Linked DNA regions of Mus musculus: all the other regions are linked to region 1. Evidence: chromatin contacts called from public Hi-C, HiChIP or PLAC-seq and promoter capture Hi-C data. All regions are on one chromosome and are shown on one strand. The core of a region is the stretch at or near the end of the contact, and the rest is flanking DNA. Distances in the headings are between cores, read along the strand shown. Region 1 holds the start of Efnb2 (ephrin B2). Region 2 has its middle 58 kb from the start of Gm17215. Region 3 overlaps Gm30954 (a long non-coding RNA gene). Region 4 overlaps Gm30954 (a long non-coding RNA gene). Region 5 overlaps Gm30954 (a long non-coding RNA gene).

The links. Promoter capture Hi-C pulls out the DNA fragments that hold promoters and counts their contacts. Hi-C and Micro-C count contacts between places; a contact is called where the count stands out from the background. HiChIP or PLAC-seq counts read pairs in DNA pulled down with a chosen protein or histone mark.
Region 2: a contact with region 1 is called in a promoter capture Hi-C map of second pharyngeal arch cranial neural crest. The contact joins the enhancer-like site here to the promoter of Efnb2 in region 1. A contact is called at or near these places in 8 of 39 promoter capture datasets (the 3T3-L1 cell line, 3T3-L1-derived adipocytes, cranial neural crest and 5 more), 1 of 484 Hi-C or Micro-C datasets (neural progenitor cells), 6 of 115 datasets of contacts at active chromatin or transcription factors (astrocytes, embryonic forebrain, embryonic limb bud and 3 more) and 1 of 9 other capture datasets (embryonic stem cells).
Region 3: an H3K4me3 HiChIP or PLAC-seq map of craniofacial prominence shows a contact between it and region 1, with 11 times the contacts expected there. The contact joins the enhancer-like site here to the promoter of Efnb2 in region 1. A contact is called at or near these places in 5 of 39 promoter capture datasets (cranial neural crest, frontonasal cranial neural crest, liver and 2 more), 4 of 484 Hi-C or Micro-C datasets (cerebellum, cerebral cortex, cranial neural crest and 1 more), 10 of 115 datasets of contacts at active chromatin or transcription factors (the NIH/3T3 cell line, astrocytes, craniofacial prominence and 7 more) and 3 of 9 other capture datasets (adipose tissue, embryonic trunk and liver).
Region 4: a promoter capture Hi-C map of hippocampal neurons shows a contact between it and region 1, with 8 times the contacts expected there. The contact joins the enhancer-like site here to the promoter of Efnb2 in region 1. A contact is called at or near these places in 11 of 39 promoter capture datasets (the 3T3-L1 cell line, 3T3-L1-derived adipocytes, cranial neural crest and 7 more), 1 of 15 datasets of contacts at CTCF or cohesin (the NIH/3T3 cell line), 3 of 484 Hi-C or Micro-C datasets (cerebral cortex, cortical neurons and gonadal supporting cells), 7 of 115 datasets of contacts at active chromatin or transcription factors (embryonic forebrain, embryonic hindbrain, embryonic midbrain and 4 more) and 1 of 9 other capture datasets (embryonic stem cells).
Region 5: a Hi-C map of epidermal suprabasal cells shows a contact between it and region 1, with 2.9 times the contacts expected there. The contact joins the enhancer-like site here to the promoter of Efnb2 in region 1. A contact is called at or near these places in 12 of 39 promoter capture datasets (the 3T3-L1 cell line, 3T3-L1-derived adipocytes, the HPC-7 cell line and 7 more), 2 of 484 Hi-C or Micro-C datasets (adipose-derived mesenchymal stem cells and epidermal suprabasal cells), 7 of 115 datasets of contacts at active chromatin or transcription factors (the NIH/3T3 cell line, astrocytes, craniofacial prominence and 4 more) and 3 of 9 other capture datasets (adipose tissue, embryonic stem cells and liver).

Annotation. Positions count from the first base shown.
Region 1 is chr8:8,659,695-8,662,736 of GRCm38.p6, forward strand. It overlaps Efnb2 (ephrin B2), which reads right to left and starts at 1,548. Exons shown (of 5, transcript NM_010111.6): 1 at 790-1,548. The coding sequence starts at 920.
Region 2 is chr8:7,321,386-7,324,427 of GRCm38.p6, forward strand. No RefSeq gene overlaps it. Among named protein-coding and RNA genes, the nearest start is that of Gm17215, 58 kb to the right of the region's middle. Within about 2 kb of position 1,651, at least 18 of the 459 cell types and tissues checked have an H3K27ac peak or open chromatin away from gene starts, as enhancers often do. A contact at or near this core is called in embryonic limb bud, neural progenitor cells, neural tube and 1 more, where this site is marked.
Region 3 is chr8:7,438,469-7,441,510 of GRCm38.p6, forward strand. It overlaps Gm30954 (a long non-coding RNA gene), which reads right to left. Exons shown (of 7, transcript XR_870116.1): 3 at 1,293-1,384. Among named protein-coding and RNA genes, the nearest start is that of Gm26427, 12 kb to the left of the region's middle. Within about 2 kb of position 1,628, at least 21 of the 459 cell types and tissues checked have an H3K27ac peak or open chromatin away from gene starts, as enhancers often do. A contact at or near this core is called in craniofacial prominence, embryonic limb bud and second pharyngeal arch cranial neural crest, where this site is marked.
Region 4 is chr8:7,468,022-7,471,063 of GRCm38.p6, forward strand. All of the region lies in intron 2 of Gm30954 (a long non-coding RNA gene), which reads right to left. Among named protein-coding and RNA genes, the nearest start is that of Gm26427, 41 kb to the left of the region's middle. Within about 2 kb of position 1,395, at least 11 of the 459 cell types and tissues checked have an H3K27ac peak or open chromatin away from gene starts, as enhancers often do. A contact at or near this core is called in hippocampal neurons, where this site is marked.
Region 5 is chr8:7,496,753-7,499,794 of GRCm38.p6, forward strand. All of the region lies in intron 2 of Gm30954 (a long non-coding RNA gene), which reads right to left. Among named protein-coding and RNA genes, the nearest start is that of Gm26427, 70 kb to the left of the region's middle. Within about 2 kb of position 1,564, at least 1 of the 459 cell types and tissues checked has an H3K27ac peak or open chromatin away from gene starts, as enhancers often do. A contact at or near this core is called in epidermal suprabasal cells, where this site is marked.

The DNA of each region.
Region 1 (3,042 bases), core at 298-2,797:
GGGAGACCAGACCTGAAAGTTAGTCTCAGGCCTGGTTTTCTCCCGACTGTGCGCTTTGCTAAAAGCAAGTCTGACTCCCGATTCCCCAAGTGCAAAGGCTGCAGCGTTGACTGGGTAGGGCCCTGAAGGCGTCGTTAAAATTAAGCCACCTAAGTGGACCGCGCCGCACTGGACCTAGACCACCAGTTCCGACGCGAAGGGAGAGGCCGACATGCAGAGAGCTCGCCGCCTGAGCTCTCTGGCTGAGCCATCGAGCTCCCCGCGCACATTCGGGCTAGCAAGAAGGCGCCGAGGTATCCCGGCTCAGGGACGCCCCGGGCCCAGCTCCCTTCCTCTAAGGGACGCTCCACCACCCCAGACTCTCAGTTCTTGTCGCCTTCTCGCTGGGCCCCGGCCCGTGGCTCCCGCGCTCCTCGCAAGCGCAGCATCTCTCGGAGCCCGCCAATGTGTGTCTGTAGCCCCGTTAGTGGCAACGTCCTCCGTCCTCGAAAAAGAAAGGAGGCCGGGTAGCGCCATCAGACACCTTACCGGGCATGCCACCAAGTCGCCAGGGCTTTGGGACTCCTAGAGCACTTGAGGTTGGAGCCTAATTAGAGTACCCTTGGAACCCGCGCTCTCAAGATCAACCGGTCCCCACCTAGAGAAATGTGGAAGGGTGGGGGATAGGGGACAGGAGCCCCAGGTTCTAGAAACAGGGTCCAAGGCCTCCTCCCGCCCGGACCATACAGCGTACCCCGGGCGCCGGCCGAGGGCACCGCGGAAGAGAGAAGGCTCGTGGACACCACTTACTTGGAGTTCGAGGAATTCCAGTAGATAGGCTCTAAAACTATCGATCTGGAGATCGCAGTTCTGCACAAAACCATCAAAAGTCCCCAACAGTACTTCCACACAGAGTCCCTCCTGGACCGGGCCATGGCCATGCCCAAGCCGCTCCCAGTTCTGCGCACTCCGGGACGCGTTGGGACCGGCCGCGGGCAGCGACCCCCAATCCTCCGGGGCGGACACGCCGCGCCGCTCCCGCGGTCGCCGAGGCCAGGTGCGCTCACCCTGCGCGTCCCTCAGCGCGCGGGGTGGGGTCGAACGCGCGGGGCGCGGCGGCTCGGCGGACTCGGGGCTCCGGGGCGCTGCGCCGGACGCAGCTGGGACAGTCGGCTCCCGTGCGGCTCCAGGGTGCCGGGCCAGCCGCGGAGGGCGGGCGCGGCGAGGGCACTGGGCCGGGACAAAGGCCCGCAGCGGAGAGACGAGTCGGTGTGAGGCGGCGGGTGCTGCTCCCCGAGAGGGGCCGCCTGACTATAGATCCAGGACAGCGGGCAGTGGCCCGGGCAAGCGAGCGCCGCGTCGGCGCGGTTCCATGTCCTGGAGCGCAGAGATAAAGGGCGCCTCCTGAATCCTCGCAACTCGCGGCCACTAAGCAGTCAGGAGAGCACTGGAACCCCCGCAGGCGTCTGACGCGCGCGGGCCTTTGTGTGCGGGGAGGGCGCCAGGACCCGCTCTGCGCGCAGCTCCGCGATCCGACCGGTGCCTCTGTCCCCGCCGCGGAGAGTCAGCGCGCCGGGCGCGCTGTCAGAGCACTATAAACGCGGGGCCCCGCCCAGTCAAACGCAGCCCATTGGCTCGCCGCGCCGCGAGCGCGCGCTGATTGGGCAGCATTCCCGTCAGTCTGCCGCCCCCTACCCGACACTGGGCACCCAGAGGTAGGGCGCCCCTGACAGGTGAGCCCCGCCCCCAGGACGAGCCCCGCTGGGCGCCGGGCACAGGGTTGGTCGCCTCTTAGCCACTCGCACCAGCAGGGTCACCTCGCCCGGCAAGTGCCTGTGCTGGCGAGTGCCCTCGCTAGGATAGGGCGAGACGTGGTGGACGCAGCGTTCCGCCTTGTGGCGCTCGCTCCCTGCCGCCCCTCGCGCGTATGGCGCCCTGGTACTTGGCGGATCCCTCTGAGCCATTAACTGAGGGCCTTCTAACTTGATTCTGGCACCAAGTGTTCCGGCCCGGTCCGACGCAACTCAAATCAGACTCTCACGAGGCTGAGAGCCTTAGCAGCCCACCGGCAGTGCGAGCCAGTCTGCCGCCCTTCCCGACCCCGAGACCCAACTCCGTGCGCCCGCTCCCTTTCCGGTCCTCTCCCCGCAAGAACAGCGCCTCCAAAGCTCCACTACCAACGTCTGGGAGGACTTTTCTTCACTAGCTCCCGGGACACCCCGCGACCCCACAGTGGCCAGGAAGTTAGGTGTGACCCGGACAACTATCAGTCAGAGAAGTGGCAGTTGTGATACTCGGTTGCTTGCCCAAGACCGATTTTGAAAAACTGAACCACGGCTGTGACTTCTACGGATCCACAGCGCCCACTAGCGCCCACTTTTGCCTCTCCGTACTTCAGAACAAGCCTACCGGTTACAGGATCAAATCTTAAGGATCCAGATATTCCCAAGTCGAAAACCACTTGCTTAAGATGCCCGTTATCAGAGAGAACAAAGTAGGTGGAAGGCACAGTCCCATGTACAGCCCATGGCCCAGCAAAAATTAACCACGTCTCTTCTTACAATGCTGTCCATCAATACCAGAACTTCTTCAAATGGAACTAAGCAGTTTCCACACCGATATCTTTAAAAACAAGCCCCATGATTTAGTTACTAACTACTCCCAACACCCCCCCCGCCCCCTTCATCCTTCTTTAAAACAAATTTCGAGCTTTAAAAAGTGTTGACTTTCAAAAACCTTAATGTAAGTTAGTGTATACTGCAACTACGAATTGGTTTGGAAAAACTCGTTTAAGACCAAAACACAATGTATTGAACACACCAAAATACAGCTTTAAGAAACCCTTTTCTGTAATTACTATTTTTAACTATGCCTGCAATATGATTGTGGGTGGGGAGATGGGATTCACGCTAGGTTAAACAAGGGTTACACACACACACACACACACACACACACACACACACACACACACACACACACACACAGAGTAATGTTTAACTTCCTGACTGAAAAAACTGACAGGAGCTGCTATTTGACCTTTACTGGAGAAGAGGAAAAAAGGGC
Region 2 (3,042 bases), core at 401-2,900, 1.3 Mb before region 1:
ATATTTATGTGTCTAAATGTGTATACACACATGTATAAGAAAGTGAAAAAAAGACACATGGATTAAAAAAAACTCTCCCAGTCACATTCAATGTTGGCTTGTGTTGTCACCCATGTGTTTCTACATTATGTAGCCATACATTAACTTAGTAGTCATGTTCTTTTATTTGGGCAACTATCCCATCTGGATCATCCATACAGGCCTTCTGTTACCTCTACAGAGGAGTGCTGTGCCCTAAAAAGCCAGGGAAATGAAGAATTTTTATCTCTATATTTTACAACAATACTCCCTGCTTGAACTGGCAAACAATCCAAGTGACCTTTTGTGTTGCAAAGTATTAAAATGTACATTCAGAGAATTAATAGCCAAACATAGTAGGCTCAAACTTAAGTTTGAAGAAGCAGTCAATCTACTGCAAGCAGTTCTGTCAAGTTCCTTTTCAGGTTGGTCCCCTCTTGTCATACGCAGGTTACTCTTCATTTGTACCTACTGGTGACATTAAGGCATATTCTCTCTTGGTAATCTTGGTGGATTATTCTTTCAACTTTAAGCAGTTATTATACTTTTTCCCCTTGGCATGGAATCATATTGTTCCCACTGTAGGGCCCTTGCAGAATGCAATTCTGCAATACTGGTCTTTGAGGTCTTAGGGCAAAATGGGAGTTACTCATTTAACTAGAGACACAAGTGGCACAGTTTGCATTGTGCCTGTGCCTGGTAAATAGGCCTGTTCTCCAAGGGTGATAATCTTAAGTAAGCAGCTTTGTTATGGAGTGCTAGGTGCATCTGTAGAGTCTACATTGATCTGAGACCATCTGAGCTAAAATGAACTTTTTTCTGTGTCTAGGCAGCATTAGAATTCCATCATAACAGGTGATAGAGATTTTGTATCATCACCTGAGTGCTACCTCCCTTATTCCCAGCACAGAACCCTCCTGAACCACTCAGTGATTCTTATACTCCTCAAAGAAAGAAATACCCCCATAACACCATGACAAATTTCTCTGGGAAGCCTAGTGAAACAGTGGCAGAAGACTTTTATGTTGTAAGATTGTTACAAAGACGTCAGGGAAGAAACTGGATGCAGAAGAGAACCGGTTATGAGTGCGAAGTGTTGAATTTGAAGCTATCCTCTCCTGTCTTGATCTGCAAACGCAGAGCCTCACTGTTGGGGCTAAGAAGCACTGGGCTGGGTGCATTTGTTTGTGGGGTGAGACGCTTCTTTACTCTCTTTCACACAAGAACACATGCAAAATATCCAATCTATACAAATGTACCCCACTGGAAAAATCACGACTTTTTTGGGTCATGCCAACCTACTTATTTTTCTTTAATGATTTGAGGCTAACTAAACACAGAGGAACAATGATCACTAGAAATAGATTAACTTGGCCTTTCAGTCGATGGGAGCTGCCTTCCAATGTTGGTCGAGAAGACAAAAGCCTGTCGGACAAAAGCTTGTCTCCCCTCTCTTTAAGCCTTTGAAGCTGCCTTTTAGTGGCTCTCTGCAGTGACAACCTCCTCACTTGTGATTGATCTGAGAACCTGGGCATTTGGATTCCGTGAAACTTTTTGTCTAGGTTTCCCTGGCAGCTATTTTGCATTCAGGGCTGCTATCAGTGACTTCATCATATCCGTGTTCTGCCACTAGATACAGAAGCGCTTTGTTTGGCCTCTCTTCAGGCTGGAGGGGTTTTTCTTAGGGGTTCCTTCTTGTTCTCAAACATGAAAATGTGTGAAGCATAAAACTCCAGCTGTGAATACTTACCTCCCTGCAGTGTTAAAAAGTTCAATATACAAAACACCTGGTTTCAAGTAAAATGTACATCAAGATATACGGCAAAGAGACAGATTTAATATACCCCATAGGGCCCTTAGGTGGTTTTTAAATTAAAGACACAATGCATTTTTTTTAAGCTGAGGTTTTACTATTTTACAAATAATGAACCAATAAACATCATGCAGTTGAAGGGAAAGTTGTAAGAAAGAGTGGAAGGGGTCACTAGCATGCAAATGAAATTGGCCTCAGACATTATTTAGACACATTGTAAATGTGTTTATTCCTCTTCAGTAAAACTCTTGTTCCTAGTGATAAATGTTGCCCCAGACTCCAGTGGTTTAAATCCTGTGGGAAATGGTAACTCTTAGCTTTAATAGCCGTCATAATGCTTGGGCTGAATGTAATTTATTTACTCAAAGATAAAAATACTAAATGTCCATTTTAACGTCTCTTTTTCTTACAAAAGCCTTAAAATAGAAGAAAAAAAAATTTTAAAGTTAGCAAATGAGAGTCTTTCTACTGCACCATTGAATCGTACAAACATTAAACTACGACTTTTAGGTTTAAAGAACACACGGGATAACACTGGGAGAGGCAGAATGAGAAGATTTCTGTATGGCATTCTATAGTTAACAGTAGAAAGACGTGCCTTCTATATTTTCTTCTTCTTTTTTTATAGTTTTACATTGCAAGAAATACAAAATATGTCCAAACCTAGTAGTAATGCTGGGCATGTGGGTATACGTTACTGGAAAATCTCAGAAAATGTCACCTTAAAGATGTGAACACAGTGCCCCTAATGAAGCAGCTAGAGAAAGTACCCAAGGAACTAAAGCGGTCTGCAACCCTATAGGAGGAACAACAATATGAACTAACCAGTAACCCCCAGAGTTGTGTCTTCAGTTGCATATGTAGCAGAGGATGGCCGAGTCTGCAATCAATGGGAGGAGAGGGCCTTGGTCTTGAGAAGATCATATGCCCCAGTACAGGGGAATGGCAGGTCCAGGAAGTAGGAGTGGGTGGGTTTGGGAACAGGGCAGGGGGAGGGTATAAAGGGCTTTGGGAATAGCATTTGAAATGTAAATGAAGAAAATATCTAATTAAAAAAAAAAGATGTGAACTGTATCATTCTAAGAATATACCAGAAGTCCCACCCCCACCCCCACTTCTTACAAATCAGCCTCCTGGCATATCTCTTCCGGGTGTTCATTTTATTTTTTTTTTCCATTTTTTATTAGGTATTTAACTCATTTACATTTCCA
Region 3 (3,042 bases), core at 378-2,877, 1.2 Mb before region 1:
CTTCACAATCAAAACAGCAATGGCCTTGAAAAGAGTCTTTAATTTTCCCTCTGAAATTTCACAAGCCAGACCTCCATCTTCTGCACTGTTCTCAACATTATCTTCCAAGCTCCTACACAACATCTGACAGAGCTCTTAACAACAAATGGATTTTCAAGTCAAAAGTTCCAAAGTCCTTCCACAGTCCTCCCCAAAACATGGTCAGGTTGTCACAGGAATACTCCACTCCGCTGGTACCAATTTGTCTTAGTCAGGGTTTCTATTCCTCCACAAAGATCATGCATGACCAAGAAACAAGTTGGGGAAGAAAGGGTTTATTCAGCTTACAATTCCATACTGCTGTTTATCACCAAGGATGTCAGGACTGGAACTCAAGCAGGTCAGGAAGCAGGAGCTGATGCAGAGGCCATGGAGGGATGTTCTTTACTGGCTTGCTTCCCATGGCTTGCTCAGCCTACTCTCTTATAGAACTCAAGACTACCAGCCCAGAAATGGCACCACCCACAAGGGGCCTTTCCCCCTTCATCACTAATTGAGAAAATGCCTTACAGTTGGATTTCATGGAGGCATTTCCTCAACTGAAGCTCCTTTCTCTGTGATAACTCCAGCTGTGTCAAGTTGACACAAAACTAGCCAGTACAATGATGATAAGAGAAATTCTCCAGTACAAGGTTCCCTTGTAAAATTGATGTAGAAATTTATGAGGCATGTCTTATAAGATGATGTTGAATAATCAAAAAAAAAACCCTGCTGTTTCTGTATGAAACAAATGATACATTTTGTTGGAAACAGTTGTTTGTGTGTGTGTTCTTTATAGCAGGCTATGTGCAAAGTAGTGAAGAATGAATATATCATATAGCCTTCATATCAAACCTGAAAATGTTGATTTTTGTTTTTACATATATGTTCAGATATCTTCTTTACAAACAAGAAAGGAGTCCTAAGATCTGTTTAAAGCATGCCCTATCAAGAACGACTGCTATTGCCTGAACATTCAGACAATCTCTGTCACTCCAGTCTGTTCTATTTATGCAACTGATGATTCCCAGCTATGAAGGCAGAATTAGTCCAGTACGATTAAAAAGAAAGTTATAACTAAAAAGAAAAAAAGGACAAAAAAGAGAGAAATGCCCAAAACTGATTATACTGTTTTGTTACTTGAAAACTGAAATCACTTTATCCAAGAGGGAATTGTTTTAATGAATTGCATGTTGACCTGCCTCTATTGACCTTAATGTGAAACTGGTATCTGAACATACCAAATGTATACGTTAGTAGCACAATTTACACACCTTGCTTCTATAATCAGACACAAAAGCATGCAAGTCATCACTGCACAGGTCTTGTTTTTGCATTTACAGATGAAGTCATTTGAATTTGTCTTCTATAATGAAGTACGCAGGAAAAAATATAAGAGGTAAGATAATGAAAAATGTATCCCAGTATTAAATAACCATTTAATTATAACAGACTAACACCAACCACACCTACAAAGGCAAGCACTATCCCATTCCGAATGTCTGCATGCCTTTTCTTTTTCTTCTTAAATTTCTAAGGAATATGAAACATCTGTCTTTTTCAGTCTCCTCACAGCATTCAATCCTATGGACAGATGTTTTCAAAACCACGTTGTCTGTGAACATTTAAAGGAGGAGTGTATTTGCATAAACTCTGGGAATTCCAAGCTTCATGCTTTCCATACTGTTTCAGTTTCTTTTCTTTTTCTTTTTTTCTTTTTCAAATCAACATTTTTTTTTTTGTTCCGTACCTATCATTTTGTTTTACCCCTCATAAAGCAGACATTGTGTGCACACATCTGTTAAATCTGGGCTGCATTTATTACAGTTCTGTTCTTCCAGAAACAGGAAGGATTAATTACCACAGACTGGCTCTAGAAGCACCCCGTGTTTCTTAACACACAAAATTAATTCAGAGTTGACAAAACTCTTTCAGACACGGACTGCTTCCTGCTGAGGGCGCTTTATTAGCATATTTTTCCCAGAAAAAAAAGTGCCTGATAGACCCTTTTTACCTCTCCTCTGAGTTCAATTTGTACAGCACTGAGTGACAGGCAGTAAAATGGCTTGAACATATCTGAGGCAAGTTGCCAAAATCCTCCCGATAGCAGCACTTTAGAGCCTTTGTTCAGAGTACATTAAAGTCACAGAAGGTCCATGTACTGTAGACAGCACAGGGCAAGCAGGATGTTCTCAGTAAGACAAAACAGCAGGTGATAAATGACATTAAATAACAGTGAGAATTTACCACAGACTAAACTAACTACTGGAGTGAAATGTTCTCAGCTCGAAGGCTATATTAACAGTGAATTTATAATTAGGCGATTATCATTCTTTTTAGTGTTTGAGGAAGTCTATATGTAAAAATGATGAAGACAGCTCTATTTGACTCTGGAGACATGCTGCTGGAAGTGGTTCTAAAAATTCTGGTGAATAATTTTTCTTTCAGGATTTATAAAGTCATTTATAATATTAGTGCTTGGAAAATGGCTGGACTTTTGAAGATCTTGCACATGCATACAGACAGATGTGCATGTGCACATACAAAGATCATTCATAAACTGCTGCTGCTCTTTGAGTTGCCAGAAAGTCAGTCTACATCAAGTTATCATCTTGTGGGTGTTCCCTAAATTATACAGACATTAATCTCAAGTATAATCATTAAATTGTGTGTTCATTATTCTTTTAAAAACTGGGTCCTTAAAAGATGTTTCTTTTCTAGGTCTTTAGGAACCCCTTTATGACCGAACTATGTCTGATTCCTAGCTAAATTCTCCCCTGAAGCCTCTTATGATATCAAGAATTGTAATAAACTCATTTGGGGAATATGTCAGGAAAGACAATCACCTGCTAATTTTATCATGGACAAGGCTTTTCTAAAATCATCATAGAGCAATAAATTGTTCAAATGATCTTAAATAAAACTACAGTGATTGATAGAAATAATAAAAGAAACAAAATCAATAATTAAAATAAGACACTATAAGGATTTTATTTTAAATGCTTAAAATTATTGTTCTTTCCC
Region 4 (3,042 bases), core at 145-2,644, 1.2 Mb before region 1:
CCTCTCCCTATTGTTGGGCATTTCATCTGAGGTCCCTCCCTTTGAGTCCTGAGTGTCTCTCACTTCTCAGGTCTCTGGTGCATTTTGGAGTCTCAATTAACCTACAACCCCGAGATCTTTCAAACACTGGACCACCAACCAGGTAGCATACAGCAGCTGATATGAGGCTCCCAACACACATACAGCAGAGGACTGCAGGATCTGGGTTCAGTCAGAGAAGATGCACCTAACCCTCAAGAGACTTGTGGCCCCAGGGATTTCAGAGGTCTGATTGGCTGGGGGGTTGGGGGTGGGGACATCCTCTTGGGGACGGAGATGGGGAGGAGGTATGAGATGTGGAACATTCAGAGGGTGGACACGGGTGGGATAAAATCTGGAGTGTAAAATTAAGTAAATAGATAGATGATAGATAGATAGATAGATAGATAGATAGATAGATAGATAGATAGATAAATAAATTAAAACAAAAAATAAATTGAAAAAAATTTTGTGCACCTTGATAATTGGTTTGCTACTGGTATATAATATATAAATTTATGTCTGGGGACTATAATATTGAAAGTCTCAAGATTAGTACTTCTAAAAGCACCTTAAGAAGAAGAACAAATATTATATTTATAAACATGATCAAGACAATCTCCTCTGAATTTGAATATTTAGGAAAATAATGTTTCTTTATTCTTTCAAAAAATTCATGTTTTGACTATGTTTATTCCTCTTCTGCATTCTTCCCAGGTAATTTATTACCTCCTTACCTATCCAGCATTGTGTTTTCCCTATCAAAGGAAAATCCAAACTCATGGAAGTTGGATGATTCCTCTTGAGTGTGGAGCCATTCCTGGTGTGCTGTAGATATATCCAATATCACTTCATTGAAGAAAAATGATTTTCCTTCTCCTAGCAGCTATCTGTTGAAAATAACTTTTTTGATTTATACCCCCAAAACACACCATCTCTTTGTATCTTTGTCTATGGGGTTTTTTTCTCAGTTTGAAGGAACATGGAATGAACTGTTGGGAATAGGGCAACAATACGTTTCTTCAGCATATACTTATTGATAGGCACTGTAGTCAGCTGAGGATGATAATGATGACCAAGCAACACACAAGGAATGAACCTCAAGAAATGAACAATGTCCAGTAGGAGTGGGCTTAGGTGCGACACTGTACTACTGCTTCATACTTTCATCCTTTTGAACTTAATATTAGTGAATACTGATGCAATTCATTACCAAGCCATTCTTTGAGGCTGTTTGTATAGAAAATTTGCTAGACCTTAGCATGGAGTCCCTAGAAATGAATATTTTCCAAAGCCCTTCTTACAATAGGGTGGACCATGGTTTGCATTATGCAAATTCTGCAGTGTGGGCTGGCATGGAGCATGAGTTCCATTCCATATGGTTGTGTGTTCTCCAAGAACCGCCTCTCCAAAATGGCTTGGCAAGAATTGCTTGAGGTTTGGAAAGGAGTCAACAGGACTTGAATCTGGAAAGAACGATTGCTCCCGGGAGCAAATGGAATAACTGACACAGAAATCAGTTCACTTGCTCCTCCACGATGATGCAGAACTTGGGAATTCTCAGCCTCTTTTGTATCTGGCAGCAAGATAAATTCCAGCCTTCACAAACAGACTCTCAAGCTGAGAAAACGTATCTTCCTTGGGCACTGTTGGATAAATCATGGACAGCCCTTTAGGGAACCTTCGATAGAAGAGATAGGACAAATCAGAGCCTAGCTAGCTCATCCAGCAAAGTGCTGGGTCTGTACTTTAACTATTTAAAGGACAAGCATAAGTCCAACTGCTGGATTCAGACTTTGCTGTTTCACTTGCTCAGAGCCACCATAAAGGTTGCTATGTGTGAGGATGGTAGTTTCAATATTATACAAATAGAAATATCCTTATAGGCTGATGTGCAGGACTGGGCCATACTTTTGTGTTAATGCATTCTCAGGCACACATATCTGCAGTTAATTTTCTCAAACTTTTTTTTCAATAAATTTGAATACTACTATGTCTACACAACAAGTGTACATTGATATACACATGAGATGACATGTGTGTGGAAGATAGAGAACTATATAAAACTTCTTTCTCTTCCTGACTTTTGATAATTTCCAAGACTGGTATCAAGTTCATGAGGTTTGTGTGACAAGTGTTTCAGCCGATGAACCATCTAGCCAGGTGTACTGGCTAGTTTTGTGTCAACTTGACACAGCTGGAGTTATCATAGAGAAAGAAGCTTCAGTTGAGGAAATGCCTCCATGAGATCCAACTGTAAGGCATTTTCTCAATTAGTGATCAAGGGGGAAAGGCCCCTTGTGGGTGGGACCATCTCTGGGCTGGTAGTCTTGGGTTCTATAAGAGAGCAGGCTGAGCAAGCCAGGTGAGGCAAGCCAGTAAAGAACATCCCTCCATGGCCTCTGCATCAGCTCCTGCTTCCTGTCCTGCTTGAGTTCCAGTCCTGACTTCCTTGGTGATGAACAGCAGTATGGAATTGTAAGCTGAATAAACCTTTTCCTCCCCAACTTGCTTCTTGGTCATGATGTTTGTGCAGGAATAGAAACCCTGACTAAGACACCAGGATTGAAGTTACTTTTCTTGATTGTAACATTTGCATATCAGTATTTTGCTTTTCCTATATCAGAATATGTTAAGTTGCCACTTTAAAATGGACATTCAGGAGAGCCAAAATATTCTGTAAAAGAACTACTTTGGGAACAGAAAACAAAAGTTTAGAGGAAATACAATAGCCAGATAATTTGTATTTTCAGAAATAAAAATAAAAAACTCTCAGGAGATGTTTTGGATCATTAAATACCCTTCACTGTAGTCTATGATATGAATTAACATTAGTGTTATTAAGAGAAGTAATGATTCACATACAAGTTCCATAAATGTCTATTATTCTTACAGTTTATTTATTATTTGGTTTATATTAAATCTTATTCTTTTCATTGGGCAAGGAAGATAACTCAGTAGCAATACATGAAAGAGTAAACAGGAGCTTAGCAAGAGATTGAAAATCCTTGGGTCTCTCTGTGA
Region 5 (3,042 bases), core at 314-2,813, 1.2 Mb before region 1:
TCCAATTTTCTGAGGAAATGCCAGACTGATTTCTAGAGTGGTTGTACCAGTTTGCAGTCCCACCAACAATGGAAGAGTGTTCCTTTCTCCACATCCTTACCAGTATCTGATACCTGCTTTCTCTTCTCCCCTCTGCAACCCCTCCACCCCATTCTTGCTCCCTTCGGCCTCCAAGAGGGTGTTTTCCACCTACTCAACCATTCCTGCCTCATATCTCCAATATCTTCCTATGCTGGGGCAACAAGTCTCTGAAAGACCAAGGGCTTCCCCTCCCACTAATGCCAGCTAAGGCAATTCTCTGATATATATGTAGCAGGAGCCATGGATCCCTCATGTATACTCTTTGTTTCGTGGTTTAGTCCCGAGGAGCTCTGTGGTTTTGTTGGTATTGTTTTTCTCCCTTAGGGTTGCAATCCCCTTCAGTTCCTTCAGTCCTTCCCCTAACTCTTACAATGGATCCCCCATGCTCAGTCCAATATGAGTTTCTGCACCTGTCTTAGATAATGTTGGAGCCTCTCAGGGGATAGCCATACTAGGCTCCTCTGTGTGAGCACTTCTTGACATCAGCAATAGTGACTGGGTTTGGTGTCTGCAGATGTAATGGCTCCCAAGGTGGAACAGTCTCTGGATGGCCTTTCATTTAGTTTCTGCTCCAATTTTTGTCCCTGCATTTCCTTTAGACAGGAACAAGTCTGGGTTAAAAACTTTGAAGATGGTTGGGTTGCTGCATCCTTCAACTGGGGGCCAACTGGAAATGGTCTCTGGTCTCTTCAGGTTTTATCTCTCCTCTGTTGAGTATTTTGGCTAATGTCATCCCTGTTGTGTCCTGAGAACATCTTGTTTCCCTGGTGTCTGGGACTTTCTAGTGGTCCCCTTCCCCCACCTCCCACCTCCCTACTGCTACATATTTCCATTCATTCTTTTGACCATCTATATTTTTCTCCTGTATCTTTCCATACCCGAACCTGCCCCCCTTTTTAACCTACACCCCCATGCAGCTATTAATAACAATGACTTCATGAATTTTGTAGGCAAGGATCAAAATAGAAAATAATTGTGAGGTAACCCAGACCCAAAAGGACTCACATGGTATGTATTCACCTGTAAGTGAATATTAGCTTCAAAGCTCAGAATACCCATTATTCAGCTCACAAACCATATGAAGCTTAACTAGAAGGAACACAAAACTGTGGATGCTTCAATCCCACTAAGAAAGGGGAACACAATAATCATGAGAAGTAGAGAGAAAAAGGTACTGGGAAGGGAAAGAGGAGGGGAGGGGAAAATTCGGTTAATGATCAGGTAGGGGAAGAGACAGAGAAGTCCAGAGGGTCAGAAGAATGCATATTTCATAAATATGTATTTCATACTAATTTACTTTCAATACTTTTGACTGGACATTTCCTGTGTTGACATAGAACTTAATTTGAGAAACATTTTTGAAAACATCGTTTTCTTAGCTCATGGCCCCTTAACTAAATATCAAGGTGGGGCAAATACCTGGGTTGTGATCAAGAGATAATAAGTCCAATTAGCATAATGAACATGAGTAGGGATGTATCAACCATGAGAAGTGGAACTAGCCAGACCAGTTCTTGACTAAAAGCAATCTTGTACACTAACTAGATCTAGATAAAGAAAAGGTAAGTATTTAAACTGCAGAATGCTCCATGTGGAAGGTTTTTTTTTTTTTTTTTTTTTTTTTTCCCCGTCTTACTGCATAGACAAATTTTATATTTGTGGAGTTTTCAGGCTGCAGATAGGTTGCCTTAGCAATCATTTTCTTTCACTAATTACTTTGAAGGTAGAAAGTCATTTTTCTCTTGCTTCAACTAACACAAGACTTGACTGTTTGCTTCCTTTTTCTTGAAATTGTTGACCTGTACCTTGAGGGATTTTCCCCTAGCTATTATTTAAGAAAAAATATCCTTTTACTATGTTTAGGTATGGGCCTTAATTCCTGATCTTCCCAATGCTCTTACCATGAAGGGGTGTTGAATTTTGTCAAATGCTTTCTCAGCATCTAATGAGATAATAGTGTTTTTTTTTTCCTGTGAGTTTGTTTATATAGTGGATTACATTGATGGATTTCTGTATATTAAACCATCCCTGCATTCCTCACTCTCATAGAAGCAAGAGGAGGGTGAATGGGATGGGAGTTTCTGGAGGGGAAATCAGGAAAGGGGATAATATTTGAAATGTAAATAAATAAAATATCCAATTAAAAAGAGGAAAGGAAAATATTCACCATATGAGACTCCTGGAGTCATTACAGATAAATCTAAACATTTCCCAAGCACAAACTAAATACTATGAACAGAAAAATCTAACCTGTCAAACCTGCCTCTCAATACCACTGTAGAAGGTTCTTATTACTATCTCTGCTGTGTGTGTGTGTGTGTGTGTGTGTGTGTGTGTGTGTGTGTGTGTGTGTCTGTGTGTGTGTGTGTGTCTGTGTGTTTTAATTGAGAAAAACCAATTACAAAACATGCTGGCAATTTTTTTTTGCACAGGTTTAATAAAACATTGGTCCTGTTATTAAGCAATTTACTATTTTCTTTTAATAATTCTACTATGTATTATAAGGATTCCATTAACTTAATGACTTCTACACTACTCATTTCCTTTACATTTGCTTTCAAAATTTGGTCTTTCTAGGTACAGAAGCCTGATCTTAAAGTCATTAACTTGTTGCTTTGGCATCCCTGACTAATGAGATCACAACTACACACCCAGCCTAGCCCTATAATATTCTTTATTTCCTACAATCTGATGTTCAAAAGATGAAGAGGAAGTGTGATTATCTACCCCCATTGCTTAAAAAGTAGTTTGAGTAAAACCAAAAGAGTTTAATTAGCAAGTAGTATACCTCAGAATCTATTTATTCTCCTAAGTCTCTATCATTGTAGATGAATGAATTACCATAACGTAAATTTGTTACCTATAGCACATGGTGGGAAATCTAGATATGTAGTAGGACTTGGGTCTTAATCATTGTACCCCCTTCATATAGATAGGGAGACAACTAAAAGACGTGGTGAA